Regions from separate parts of the Mus musculus genome. Here region 1 is linked to region 2. Evidence: chromatin contacts called from public HiChIP or PLAC-seq data. All regions are on one chromosome and are shown on one strand. Each heading gives the region's core, a stretch centred on a gene start, on an enhancer-like site or on the middle of the called end of the contact. The rest is flanking DNA. Distances are from core to core; before and after follow the strand shown. Region 1 holds the start of Mab21l1 (mab-21-like 1). Region 2 has its middle 30 kb from the start of Gm43549.

Region 1 (5,883 bases), core at 2,472-4,971, 170 kb before region 2:
TTGTCTTATGTGCCTTTGTGTACACTTGGGCAGATTTGGTGGTTAAGCCAGTTGTTTCCAGAACCCTGGGGTGCAGTGCCTCAGTACCTGGGAAGACTAGGACTGGACTTGTGAAATTTTGTGTTAATATCACTTTTAATTTTCAAAAGTATCTACTGCAATATGAATTATTATTTATTGAAAGTTGTAAGGAAACTGGGGCAGGAGCCATTTACATATAATTTCATTTCCATTATTACATCCATTTTTCATCTCCTGAATTAAATTGACTTTACATATGGATTTAAAAGGAAAAGGAGCAGGTTCTTTATAAGCTTTGATTTAAATGTATACACACAGCACACACTAGCACTCGGATGCCATTCTAAAAGGGGCAGGCACACTTGGAGCATTGGAATGGCAAACATGGTGACTAGATCTTATCTTGTGGATTCTAACCTTGACCATCAGAGAAGCCCCACTGGCCCAACAGCCATTTGAGATGTACTCCATTGTTTTCTTATTTATGGAACTGTAGTGTCTGTAAATTTCTTCTGAGGTCTTGGTTGACATATGGGATGTAATACTGGATATTTTACAATCATTTTCAAAGATCTTCCTTTAAATCGTTTCAAAAGCAGTTCTAAGATAGTCAGACTTGAATTTTATTCTTTATATTTAAGCTATATGCAGAAATGACACATTATATAGAACATTATTTGTAAATGGGCAAAGATAATTCTAAACTTTATTGCTACCTGAATTAGCTAATGTAAAGCCTCGGTCTGGACCCTCTCAGCACTTGTTGATCGGTGAGATACCACCAAAGCTTCTGTAATGAGACAATGAATGTGCTGTGTTTAAATAAGTAAGGGCTTGCCTTTAGGTTTTGCCATTAGCTTTCCCTGTATAGTAAGAATGAGTTGTGGTTTCTGGTTAATTTATTCTAATAACACTTATTGTGTTAAAATATATCTCCATTTTATTGCTTATATTTCATATAAAAACTTCAGAGTTTTGCATTATGGTTTAAGTTAATTTTTCTCAGATTTTGCTGCTTTTAAACTCAGTCTTCTCTATTGCTATGGTAATTTTTCCCTTATATTGTCAAACGACTACAGAAATACTAACCAGAATCAAAGTCTCAGAAGTAGGCTATAAATATATTCATTGTAGAAAAGAACCATTGAGTAAATTAGAAACTGGGGAAGTGGATATTTTCTATAGCTGTTCTAAAAAGAGCCCTTTTAACATTTAATTTTAGTGATTTTATTAACCTGTTTGTCGAAATGTTTAAAATTCTCAAGTTGACTTTTAAATAGCATCATTACCTCATTTAACAACAACAACAACAATTTAAAGAGAAACAGAAACTTGGTATTTTACTTCATTTATTATCTTCTAATTAAATAAAAATCAGCAACAGAAATTAAATTCTAAATCACAAAAGTAATTATCCAGTGTATTTTCAAGTGCATTTTCAAATATATATATAATTCAGATATTCAAGCGTTATTATATAAGCTGAATTCAAATTTTTGAATATATTTAAATAACATTTCAAGTATACTTACGGAATGTTAGAACAAGCAATATATTTGAAACAAAATGTAAACTTTTGTTTTAAGTTCAGACACTTGAAAGACAGGTAAAGTACCAGGAGGAAATCTACCTTTAAATGCATCTCTGTTCTGTGGGAAATGTCTGAAAGTTTCCAAAATGGTAATTTCAGTTCTGATCACCAAATCACAAAACACCAATATCCACACTTTCAAAGACAACATGAGATCACAACTTTTGTTACAGATCAAAATATACATTACACTTTGCTTCCGATGGTACATCCGGGCCCTGTTTGCTGGAAGGCAGCCGCACCTAAGTCTCAAGATTACTATAATCCTTTGCTGGAGTTGGCCATGGTCTTGCATTGCAGCCAGCTGTTTTGGGGTGTTGTGCACTTTTCGGGGGAGCTGGGGGATGCCTCCATAAAGATGCTTGTGGTGTGGTTTTTCCCCTGTGTGAGATGATGGTTAAATGTTGTGTTGTTACTCCTTTTAAAGGAAGAGATTGTTTGCACTGTCTCGAGAAATAGTACATAGGAATCAACCAGGAAGTTTTCATTTCGTCGGGACTTTGAGAAGAATGCTCATTCTTGTCAGCCCTGGATTAGATCATCCTCTAAAGTTTTTCCAAACTTTTTGGGTTGGTCAGGATCTCTCTTGCCAGTCGCCACGTTTGTTTAGCAGCGTTTTCCAAGGCCGAGTGGGGTTTGCCTTGAAACAGATCTAAGTTCGGTAAGAAGTAATGGGGACACCGCCGGCACTGCAGGCATGAGATGAGCTGCAGAAGAATTCCGTTCAGCCGATCGCCCAGGCAAGATTCGTCCCAGTCCGACTCTCGAGGATGCTTCTCGCACTCGTAGGACACCAGAGTCTTCATGTGGTAGTTGTTCAGGGGCTGGCCTGGCAACTCCAGGTGGCGATCACGCAGGGTTTTCAGGATAGAGAGGCATTTCTTCCTGCAGCCCCCCATCTGCAGTCTGTTCTCGGCCTCTGCAAACTGCAGCACCCAAGCATCGCTCTCAGCCGAACTCTGCTTGCCGGCCAGGGAGTGGCACTCCTTGGACAACAAATTGAACCCTTCAGCCTTAACCTCTGCCACCCGGTTGGGTCCTGGCCAGGGGATGTGGGGAAGCGGCCAGTGGGCAGCACTCCGCGGCCAAATCCCGGTGCATTTAAAGGCCGGGGTGATCTGCACCACATACCTATCTCGGATTCTCAGTTTCACTTCGCTCGTGTCAGCCACCATCTTTACTACATCTCTGTAGCTACACTTGTCCACCGCCTGAGCCACCAGTGTCTGAAACCTGGAACGGATTTTGCGTGCCGAGAGGTAGCCAGAGGCGGTGATGAATTCCACCCAGAGGGACATGCTCCTCTTGCGCCCATCGCTCAGTTTCAGCACCGCACAGCCAGGCAGGGAGCCGTCGTCCACGAAGTTAAACACCCCCATCTGGTTCAGATAGAGTACCACCTCGAACTCGGTGGGAGAGATAACCTCCAGGCCCTCGTAGCGGTTGTCCATCTCATTGAGGGAGCTGATGAAACGCGGTTCCTGCACTTCAACCTCCTTCAGGACGTCGGAGACCACTTTGCAGACTTCCCGGATGGTTTTGGCGATGGCAGCTTTCCTGGCCTGGCATTTCTCGTTGTAGTACTTATTCAGGTGGTAGACCAGCTTGGCCTGGGCCGCGATCATGTTGGGGCAGAGATCCGGATTGTACACCGGAGTCTCGCAATAGGCTGTGGGATCCAATGCGGCTGCTAGCGCTGGAGCCAACTTCGGTGGAGAAAGGGGACCACGCTCAAAAGGCACCGAGCCTCTCTCGGACTAGCTGCAGCAGGGGGCCGCCCTGCCCTGCTGGCCTTTTTTCCCCCGCTCGAGACTAGCGGGTCTTAAAGTGAAAGGCTGAGCTCTCCCCTTTTCTCCCCTCCGCTAAAGAATCCGTGTCAGAGAGAGACGCGTGGAGAGAGCACCTTCTCGGTAATAAAAACAAAAGTTATGCTGAGACCCAGCAAAGCTCTTCCAGTAGTCAAAATAATCACCCCTTTCCGTATTTATTTACGTTTTCCCGTAATCATGGTGTGTGCAGGACTGTTAATCAGGTAGAGGAAAAGTGTGCAGAGTGTGCGTCGGGGGTGAGTGTGTGTCTGTCAGAAGAAGCTGCTGTTGGTTTGTGTAAGAGCCCAGATGCACTCGTGTGGAAATTATAAAGGCAGGGCCAGGCAGGCGGGCGGCCAATCGCCACTGGGCTCGTCACGACAGCCTCCTCCAGCTTCAGCCCGGCTAATTAATCCCCCCTCGTGGATAGAAGCATAGAAACCAAAGGTAGGAAACTGCTGCCGGCAGAAACCCACCCAGGCCACCTAGACAGGTTGAAAAGCAAGATGAAATCTCCCAGCTTTGGTATAACTTGAAGCATATTGACATTTGGAAAAGACTTGGTGAAGACAAGTGGTTCTCTTTGCTGAAAAGCCCACTTGTCTGTTCACCTCTGATGAGCTATCCAGTTGTACTAATGGTCATCCACCAATTAGCGAAGTCAAAGGGGCTTCTAGAACAAAGTCACTAACTTGCATTTAGAGTAAGGTAATTAATGCCCGTTAATCCCTGGGGTCTTTTTAGTGCAAGTTAGAACTTTGCTTACTGACTGACTGCTGGCTTCAGCTGGGGGAGTTCTTTAGTCTTCACTCGTGTTCGTGTTCGCAGTCAGAATGTTTCCAAACCTTAGGCAGAGTCTCTTCTCTTTTTAACCTAGGTTTTCCCCATTTGCATTTGCTGAGAGGAATTTAAGAAGTATTGCTCAACGGAGTCGATGATATCTACCCAACTAAAAATGGAGCCTTTTAATTAAAACAAGTTCACCTGTTTGCAGTTTCCCTTGTCTGTAGCTAGATTGGCCAGTGCTGAAATACCAGACAGCAGATAGGGCTGTATGCTGTAGTGGAAACACTTCCTGAAGGTGTTTTCTGAGATTTAGAGAAAGCTTGAGTGCCATCTCATAGTGAGCTGTCTTGTAGAGAAGGATCTAGAGAATTCACAGAGATGAGCTTGCTTGGCACTGGAAGGTGTGGCCATTACAGTTTGTTTGCCCCTGCAGGCTTAAAGATGGATCTTCCACCTCAGAAACCCTCAGTGGTGACCAACAGTAGGTTCCTAATCTTATGGGATGTAATAATTTGATTATGAGAAAATGGCTAATGGCTTCCAAAAAAAATAATTTGTAACCATTCAGGTTAGGGATTTTTATTATTTATTTAAGTTTCATCTTGGAAATTTCAAAGAAATGAGCTTTTCTTTTTGGAACCTGAGGAGCTTTTGGATTTTGGAACCCTAGGGAGGGTTTTATAGGTCGCTCTTCCTTCCAGTACCATGACCAGTTGAGTCCTCAGTGCACATGAACTAAAGATAGGGTAGTTAGGGCTTATGTCGTAGTTTTCAGTTCTCTGCCTTTAGTACAAAGTTCTGTTAATTTCAAATTAAGAGAATTTTCAGTGCCCGGGTATGGTAGCACCTGTGTACGCACTGTTAATGGGCTACTGCTGAAGACTCCCACCTTTTAAGCATCACAGGGCCAGCTCTAATTTCGTTTCTTGTTACCCAAGAGTGATAGATTCCGAATTAGATTAAAATAGTACATCACATTTGGCGCTTAGATGGCCTCCTACTCCATTCCCCAAGACCATTCCCTTGGGAGAGGGAACTGGGGACCTGCAAAGCCCCTCCCCAGTTTGCAGGCATCGCGGGTGAATGCGCAGCTACCTTTTGGCAGCTGAAGAGGGGCTGGAAGAGGCAACCCAGAGCGCCAGATCAACAAGAAAGAGCTGTGCGGCAGGCAGGGAGCAGCCGCTGGGGACGCGTAGTTCCCCAGGATGGGGTGCGACGGGCAAGCGCTCTCCCCACAACCCTTGCGTATACCCTACCCCACCCAGCTGTCTTCCTTGGCTCATCTGCTCTCAGGCTAATTGTAAAGCTTTCTGGGTGTCTGGATGACCCCCACTCACATCCATCGCTGCAAAACACTCTCGGTGCCCTTCGCTCTCATCGCCTGCCCGCCCTCGAATGGCCCCAGCCAAGCGTGTGCTGTACTCAGAACACCCAGGAATACTTGGCCCTCACCTTCCCGGGTGAGCGCGCGCCCCGTGCCTCACCCCGGACTATGGGACTCGATGTAGCTTCGACGCCGAGGCCTTGGTTCCCTCAGTCCAACAGAAGGACTCAGGATCCCACGGCCGCCGACTGCAGCCAGGCGCAGGTGGCGCATCTTTCTGGGCTCGCTGTGCGGCTTAATTGGGTTAAGGCGAAGCTAAACACCGAAGCATTCTGCGCAAACTAATTGATGCA
Region 2 (6,454 bases), core at 809-3,308:
TGATGGATTCTCTCTAAGGATCTTTTTTATTCTTTCTTTTGAGTATGAGATGGTTTTATTGACACGACTGTCTATCATTCAAGCATTCACCAATGTACCTTTGGAGGGCAGTTCAAATTTACTCTCCAGAAGGGTCCTTGCCTAGGCAGGGGTGGGCTGTTCCATGATGCAGCTGCCTCTGAGGTGCCTGGGCACCTATAAGTAACCCTTTCCCCATATTCCTGTAAACAATCCCAATAAACTTATTGGTTGAACTTGGGCAGAACAGTTCCTTTGATGTGTCACTGTCTCCCTCTTTGGGGAACCAGGAGAAGTCCCATGACCATGACAGAGAGCCAGAAACAACAGGGCTGCATATCCATGGACTAAGACCTCTACAACCAGAGACAAAGTAAGTATTCCCTCTTTTAAGTGGTGACCTTGGGCACTATCTTAGTCAATTGTCATCAATATGGCAAAATATCTTGAAGAAGAAGAAGAAGAAGAAGAAGAAGAAGAAGAAGAAGGAGAAGGAGAAGGAGAAGGAGAAGGAGAAGGAGAAGGAGGAGAAGGAGAAGGAGAAGGAGAAGGAGAAGGAGAAGGAGAAGGAGAAGAAGAAGAAGAAGAAGAAGAAGAAGAAGAAGAAGAAGAAGAAGTAGTTCTTTCACTGCCCAGACATGCCACCTAGTTTGGACTGTCCATCAATGGATCAGAGGCCTTGTGATCTGCCAGTCAGTTGTCCATTCCTGAATCCATGAACTGGCAACCAAGCTGTGCCAATCAGCCTTTTGGGGAATCCTTCATATCCAAGTCACAGAGTATCTAAGCTGATTGTGCAGAACACTGAATGAAAATGGCTAATTCTGGACCGACTTGTAATAGACAACTCACAGTTCAAAATGATTCTTGATCATTTCACAATCCCAGGAAGATAAAATCCGAGTGGTGTGGCTGAGTGGGCTCAGGAAAGGATGAGGTGACTGCAGGTCTAGTTGTTTTACCAGAGCCTTGCTCTATTTTTAGTTTCTCAGATTGGTTTGCTTTCTCATCCTGCTTCCCCAGAACGGCTAGAATGCCAGAAATTCATCTTTTTCCTATCCTTTTGCTCCTAAAAGAAAACAAAAAGGATTAAGATTGCAAAACGAATATATCCCTTTCATGGAAGGAGAGCAGAATTTCCTTACCCAGCCAGGCTCTAGACACACCAGCCATATCCTTTTCCAGCTGAGACGGCATCAAATAGGGTCCAAAATGCCAACTGACACTTTGCTAGAAATCACTGCATGTTGAAACTCTGACCCTGTTCAACTTGATTATCCTGATTCACAATTAGAAATCAAGAAACGACCAGGACAAGAATGTGTGTGTGTGTGTGTGTGTGTGTGTTCATACATCCACTATACACACACACACACACACACACACACACACACACTTTATGTCCTGTGTCCTGGCTTTTGTTCTAGGAGGGTCTTTTGGGAGCGGAGGGGAAGGACTAGAGATGAAATTAGACCTGTGTTTACACAGCTCTTCTCATTGGCCAGGACTTAGTTTTTGAGTTTGTAAACTAGCCTTCCCATTTAAATTGAATAAGTAGGTGCAGCTGAGTAAACCGAGAGACCTGGCTCTGAGGCCATGTGCTTTCACTTTAAAATTACATTGATGAGGAACAGAGGGGGGCTAGAAATGAAAAGAAGAGAGATAGAAGGCAGGCTCTTTAAAGGGGAAATGTGAGAAAATCAAGAATCAAAACAGAAGTCCTCTTTGCTGTGGTGTGGGGGGTGAGGGGAGCCATTCAGACTAGAACCGCCAGGAGAAGGCTGCCTCCTCAGACCTGCCTGCCATCTGAACGTGGATGGAAGAGCTGCCCCTGGGGAAGTCTGCACACAGAGGCCGGGTGCTGGGACAGGACCTTAAAGCACATGGGGTTGCCTCAGATGGCCCAGATAAGACAGAACCAACTGGGAGTCTTCCCACAGCCCACCTTAAAGAACAGACTGCTACCTGGTGAAAACAGGTAGCCAAGTTCCACTCTCTGATGCTCCAGAGAACAACTGCATTCGGAGATCGAGCCCGTCAGAGACTCACTGGGTTCAACTCTAGGGTAACTAGAGTAAAAGGAAGCTGGAGGGAGGCAGATAGACAAGGGAAGCAAAAAAAAAAAAAAAAAAAAAAAAAAAAAAAAAAAAAAAATGGGCTCCCTGACGATGACAGCTCCGTTTCCAGAAGACACTGTAATGAGAAACTTCAGGAAGGTATGGAGGCAGGCATCTAAACAGGACCAGTAGGGGTAAGGGGAACTCCAGGGGCCCAGCCTCAGGCCTGGCCCATCCTGGTGGGATTAAGACGTGACTTTCTCTCTGGCACTGGTTTCCTGTCTTTCCTCAGCCTCCAAGGGGCAGAGAGGTGCTTCCATCTTTCATGGCCGGAAGGAGAATTTTCTCAGAGGGACCAGAGTGGGGGCTTAGGCCAGGCTCCTAAGTCAAGTTACTAAACAAATGTAGACCCTGTAGAACTGCTCATTATCCCTAGAGGAGCAGGGCTGGAAGATGGCAGACTCCTCACTCTGCACACACGGAGAAACACCACTGATCCAGCCAAGTCCCTGCTCTACAGCTTCATCAGCTGAACCCTGGCTTCTGGGCCTTGGAACTGTGAATAGCTAAGAGAAGTTGTTAGCATTCCTTCTAGGCTCTGCCCCACAGTTTCCTGGCAACAGCCAGGTATGCCTGACTCACTATAAAAGGGGCTGCTTGCCCCTTCTGCTCTCTCTTACTCTCTTGCTCTCTTCTCTTCCTCCTCTTGTCTCTTCTCTCCCCATTCCCCTCCCCACTCTCTCCACCTGTTAATGGCAGGCCTCTCCTCCTCCTTTTCCTTCCTTCTCCTCCTCCTCCTCCTCCTCCTCCTCCTCCTCCTCCTCCTCCTCTTCTTCTCCTTCTTCTTCTTCTTCTTCTTCTTCTTCTTCTTCTTCTTCTTCTTCTTCTTCTTCTTCTTCTTCTCTCTCTCTCTGTCTCTCTCTCTCTCTCTCTCTCTCTCTCTCTGTCTCTCTCTCTCTCTCTCTGTCTCTCTCTCTGCCTTTCTCTGTCTCCACTCCCTCAACTCCCCTTCCCATGCCCTAATGCAACTCTATACTATACTGGTCATGTGACTAGTACTTCAGGGGGAAGGGATACCTCAGCATGGGCACCCCTACCCCGTCCTGCACCATACCACACTTCTACCAAACATATTCCCGATTCTTCCTTTTGATAAACCACAACAGTAGTCACCTGGGACCTGGGATAGGCTGTCTGAGGAAAGGGAAGACACCCACAATGCACCCACCCCTGCCTTGTTTCTTCCTCTGTTTCTTAAACCATCCTAGCATGCAGGCAAAACTCTGGTTAGGAAGTGGTGCCCTGGAGAGCTTTAGCTCTTTGTCCAGAGCCCACGTGGCAAGGCAAATGCTTCCTTCACACGCGCCTTCCCTAGCCCAGGCTTTCATACTTTGGCCTTCACAGGCCCTCAAGATGATGGGGAGCAGGGTGTGAGCTTGCTGGCTGTGAGGCTGGGGGTGAGACCATAGAGGGCCTCTCTGAACATGCAAAAGGCCCTGGGTTCCAGCCCCAGCACTTCCAGGCCTGTCCATAGAGAGGCAGGGTTTTGCCTCAGAGTCAGCTGTTCAGGTGCCAGTAACAGCTAGAGGCCAAGAAGGACCAACTTGCCTGTGGGGGGCGGGGGTAGGCTGGAAAGACGGACTCCACTGGGTCTTAACCTCTGCTCTTTCTGTTTCCCACTTCTAAGTCTTTTCCCTTAGTGTTCCGTCCTTGTCTGCTTGCCTGCTTTTGTTTCTGCCCTGTGGTGCCCTGGGGACACCCACCCCCTCCCAGCTTTCCAGTAGCTATGACATTAACAGGCTGTGGAAAAAGAACACTCCGTGTTCTCTAGAAATATCATGCTTATTAGGAATTAAAGCCGCTAAAGAGTCACATAGAATAAAAATTCTCAATAGGATCTCCACTCCCTTCATAGCTGCTAATCAGGGAGAAGAAGATACAGGTCCCGACACCTATGTTGGCAAAATCTCCAGAGGGTCTGCAGAGAGGGAGATCGAGAGGGCTTCATCATCAAAGGCTCCCTCAGGACTGTGCCCCCACGCCCCCACTGGGAGGGCTGATCCATGGGCGTTAAGAAAGGTGCTTTAGACAGCAGCAGCGGTCGCCATCTTGGTCCGGGACCCGCCGAACTTAGGAAATTAGTCTGAACAGGTGAGAGGGTGCGCCAGAGAACCTGACAGCCTCTGGAACAGGCAGAAGCACAGAGGGGCTGAGGCAGCACCCTGTGTGGGCCGGGGACAGCCGGCCACCTTCCGGACCAGAGGACAGGTGCCCGCCCGGCTGGGGAGGCGACCTAAGCCACAGCAGCAGCGGTCGCCATCTTGGTCCGGGACCCGCCGAACTTAGGAAATTAGTCTGAACAGGTGAGAGGGTGCGCCAGAGAACCTGACAGCTTCTGGAACAGGCAGAAGCACAGAGGCGCTGAGGCAGCACCCTGCGTGGGCCGGGGACAGCCGGCCACCTTCCGGACCAGAGGACAGGTGCCCGCCCGGCTGGGGAGGCGGCCTAAGCCACAGCAGCAGCGGTCGCCATCTTGGTCCGGGACCCGCCGAACTTAGGAAATTAGTCTGAACAGGTGAGAGGGTGCGCCAGAGAACCTGACAGCTTCTGGAACAGGCGGAAGCACAGAGGCGCTGAGGCAGCACCCTGTGTGGGCCGGGGACAGCCGGCCACCTTCCGGACCAGAGGACAGGTGCCCGCCCGGCTGGGGAGGCGACCTAAGCCACAGCAGCAGCGGTCGCCATCTTGGTCCGGGACCTGCCGAACTTAGGAAATTAGTCTGAACAGGTGAGAGGGTGCGCCAGAGAACCTGACAGCTTCTGGAACAGGCGGAAGCACAGAGGCGCTGAGGCAGCACCCTTTGTGGGCCGGGGACAGCCAGCCACCGTCTGGACCGGAGGACAGGTGCCCGCCCGGCTGGGGAGGCGGCCTAAGCCACAGCAGCAGCGGTCGCCATCTTGGTCCGGGACCCGCCGAACTTAGGAAATTAGTCTGAACAGGTGAGAGGGTGCGCCAGAGAACCTGACAGCCTCTGGAACAGGCAGAAGCACAGAGGGGCTGAGGCAGCACCCTGTGTGGGCCGGGGACAGCCGGCCACCTTCCGGACCGGAGGACAGGTGCCCGCCCGGCTGGGGAGGCGACCTAAGCCACAGCAGCAGCGGTCGCCATCTTGGTCCGGGACCCGCCGAACTTAGGAAATTAGTCTGAACAGGTGAGAGGGTGCGCCAGAGAACCTGACAGCTTCTGGAACAGGCAGAAGCACAGAGGCGCTGAGGCAGCACCCTGCGTGGGCCGGGGACAGCCGGCCACCTTCCGGACCAGAGGACAGGTGCCCACCCGGCTGGGGAGGCGGCCTAAGCCACAGCAGCAGCGGTCGCCATCTTGGTCCGGGACCCGCCGAACTTAGGAAATTAGTCTGAACAGGTGAGAGGGTGCGCCAGAGAACCTGACAGCTTCTGGAACAGGCAGAAGCACAGAGGCGCTGAGGCAGCACCCTGTGTGGGCCGGGGACAGCCGGCCACCTTCCGGACCAGAGGACAGGTGCCCGCCCGGCTGGGGAGGCGACCTAAGCCACAGCAGCAGCGGTCGCCATCTTGGTCCCGGGACTCCAAGGAACTTAGGAATTTAGTCTGCTTAGGTGAGAGTCTGTACCACCTGGGAACTGCCAAAGCAACACAGTGTCTGAGAAAGGTCCTGTTTTGGGCCTTCTTCTTCGGCCAGGAGGAGGTCCAAATACAAGATATCTGCGCACCTTCCCTGTAAGAGAGCTTGCCAGCAGAGAGTGCTCTGAGCACTGAAACTCAGAGGAGAGAATCTGTCTCCCAGGTCTGCTGATAGACGGTAACAGAATCACCAGAAGAACAATCTCTAAACAGAGTCAACTATAACTACTAACTCCAGAGATTACCAGATGGCGAAAGGTAAACGGAGGAATCTTACTAACAGGAACCAAGACCACTCACCATCACCAGAACCCAGCACACCCACTTCGCCCAGTCCAGGGAACCCCAACACACCTGAGAACCTAGACCTAGATTTAAAAGCATATCTCATGATGATGGTAGAGGACATCAAGAAGGACTTTAATAAATCACTTAAAGAAATACAGGAGAACACTGCTAAAGAGTTACAAGTCCTTAAAGAAAAACAGGAAAACACAATCAAACAGGTAGAAGTCCTTACAGAAAAAGAGGAAAAAACATACAAACAGGTGATGGAAATGAACAAAACCATACTAGACCTAAAAAGGGAAGTAGACACAATAAAGAAAACTCAAAGCGAGGCAACACTAGAGATAGAAACCCTAGGAAAGAAATCTGGAACCATAGATTTGAGCATCAGCAACAGAATACAAGAGATGGAAGAGAGAATCTCAGGTG

What was found. HiChIP or PLAC-seq counts read pairs in DNA pulled down with a chosen protein or histone mark.
Region 1: a contact with region 2 is called in an H3K4me3 HiChIP or PLAC-seq map of craniofacial prominence, with 2.9 times the contacts expected there. The contact joins the promoter of Mab21l1 here to the enhancer-like site in region 2. A contact is called at or near these places in 11 of 39 promoter capture datasets (the 3T3-L1 cell line, 3T3-L1-derived adipocytes, the C10 cell line and 7 more), 1 of 15 datasets of contacts at CTCF or cohesin (the NIH/3T3 cell line), 4 of 484 Hi-C or Micro-C datasets (cranial neural crest, embryonic stem cells and muscle stem cells), 4 of 115 datasets of contacts at active chromatin or transcription factors (bone marrow-derived macrophages, craniofacial prominence, embryonic hindbrain and 1 more) and 3 of 9 other capture datasets (adipose tissue, liver and pancreatic islet).

What each region holds. Positions count from the first base shown.
Region 1 is chr3:55,780,348-55,786,230 of GRCm38.p6, reverse strand. Mab21l1 (mab-21-like 1) reads right to left here and starts at 3,721. Exons shown (of 1, transcript NM_010750.3): 1 at 944-3,721. The coding sequence starts at 3,237. The coding sequence ends at 2,158. The region is part of intron 41 of Nbea (neurobeachin); the gene reads left to right.
Region 2 is chr3:55,608,020-55,614,473 of GRCm38.p6, reverse strand. No RefSeq gene overlaps it. Among named protein-coding and RNA genes, the nearest start is that of Gm43549, 30 kb to the right of the region's middle. Within about 2 kb of position 2,058, at least 20 of the 459 cell types and tissues checked have an H3K27ac peak or open chromatin away from gene starts, as enhancers often do. A contact at or near this core is called in craniofacial prominence, embryonic limb bud and second pharyngeal arch cranial neural crest, where this site is marked.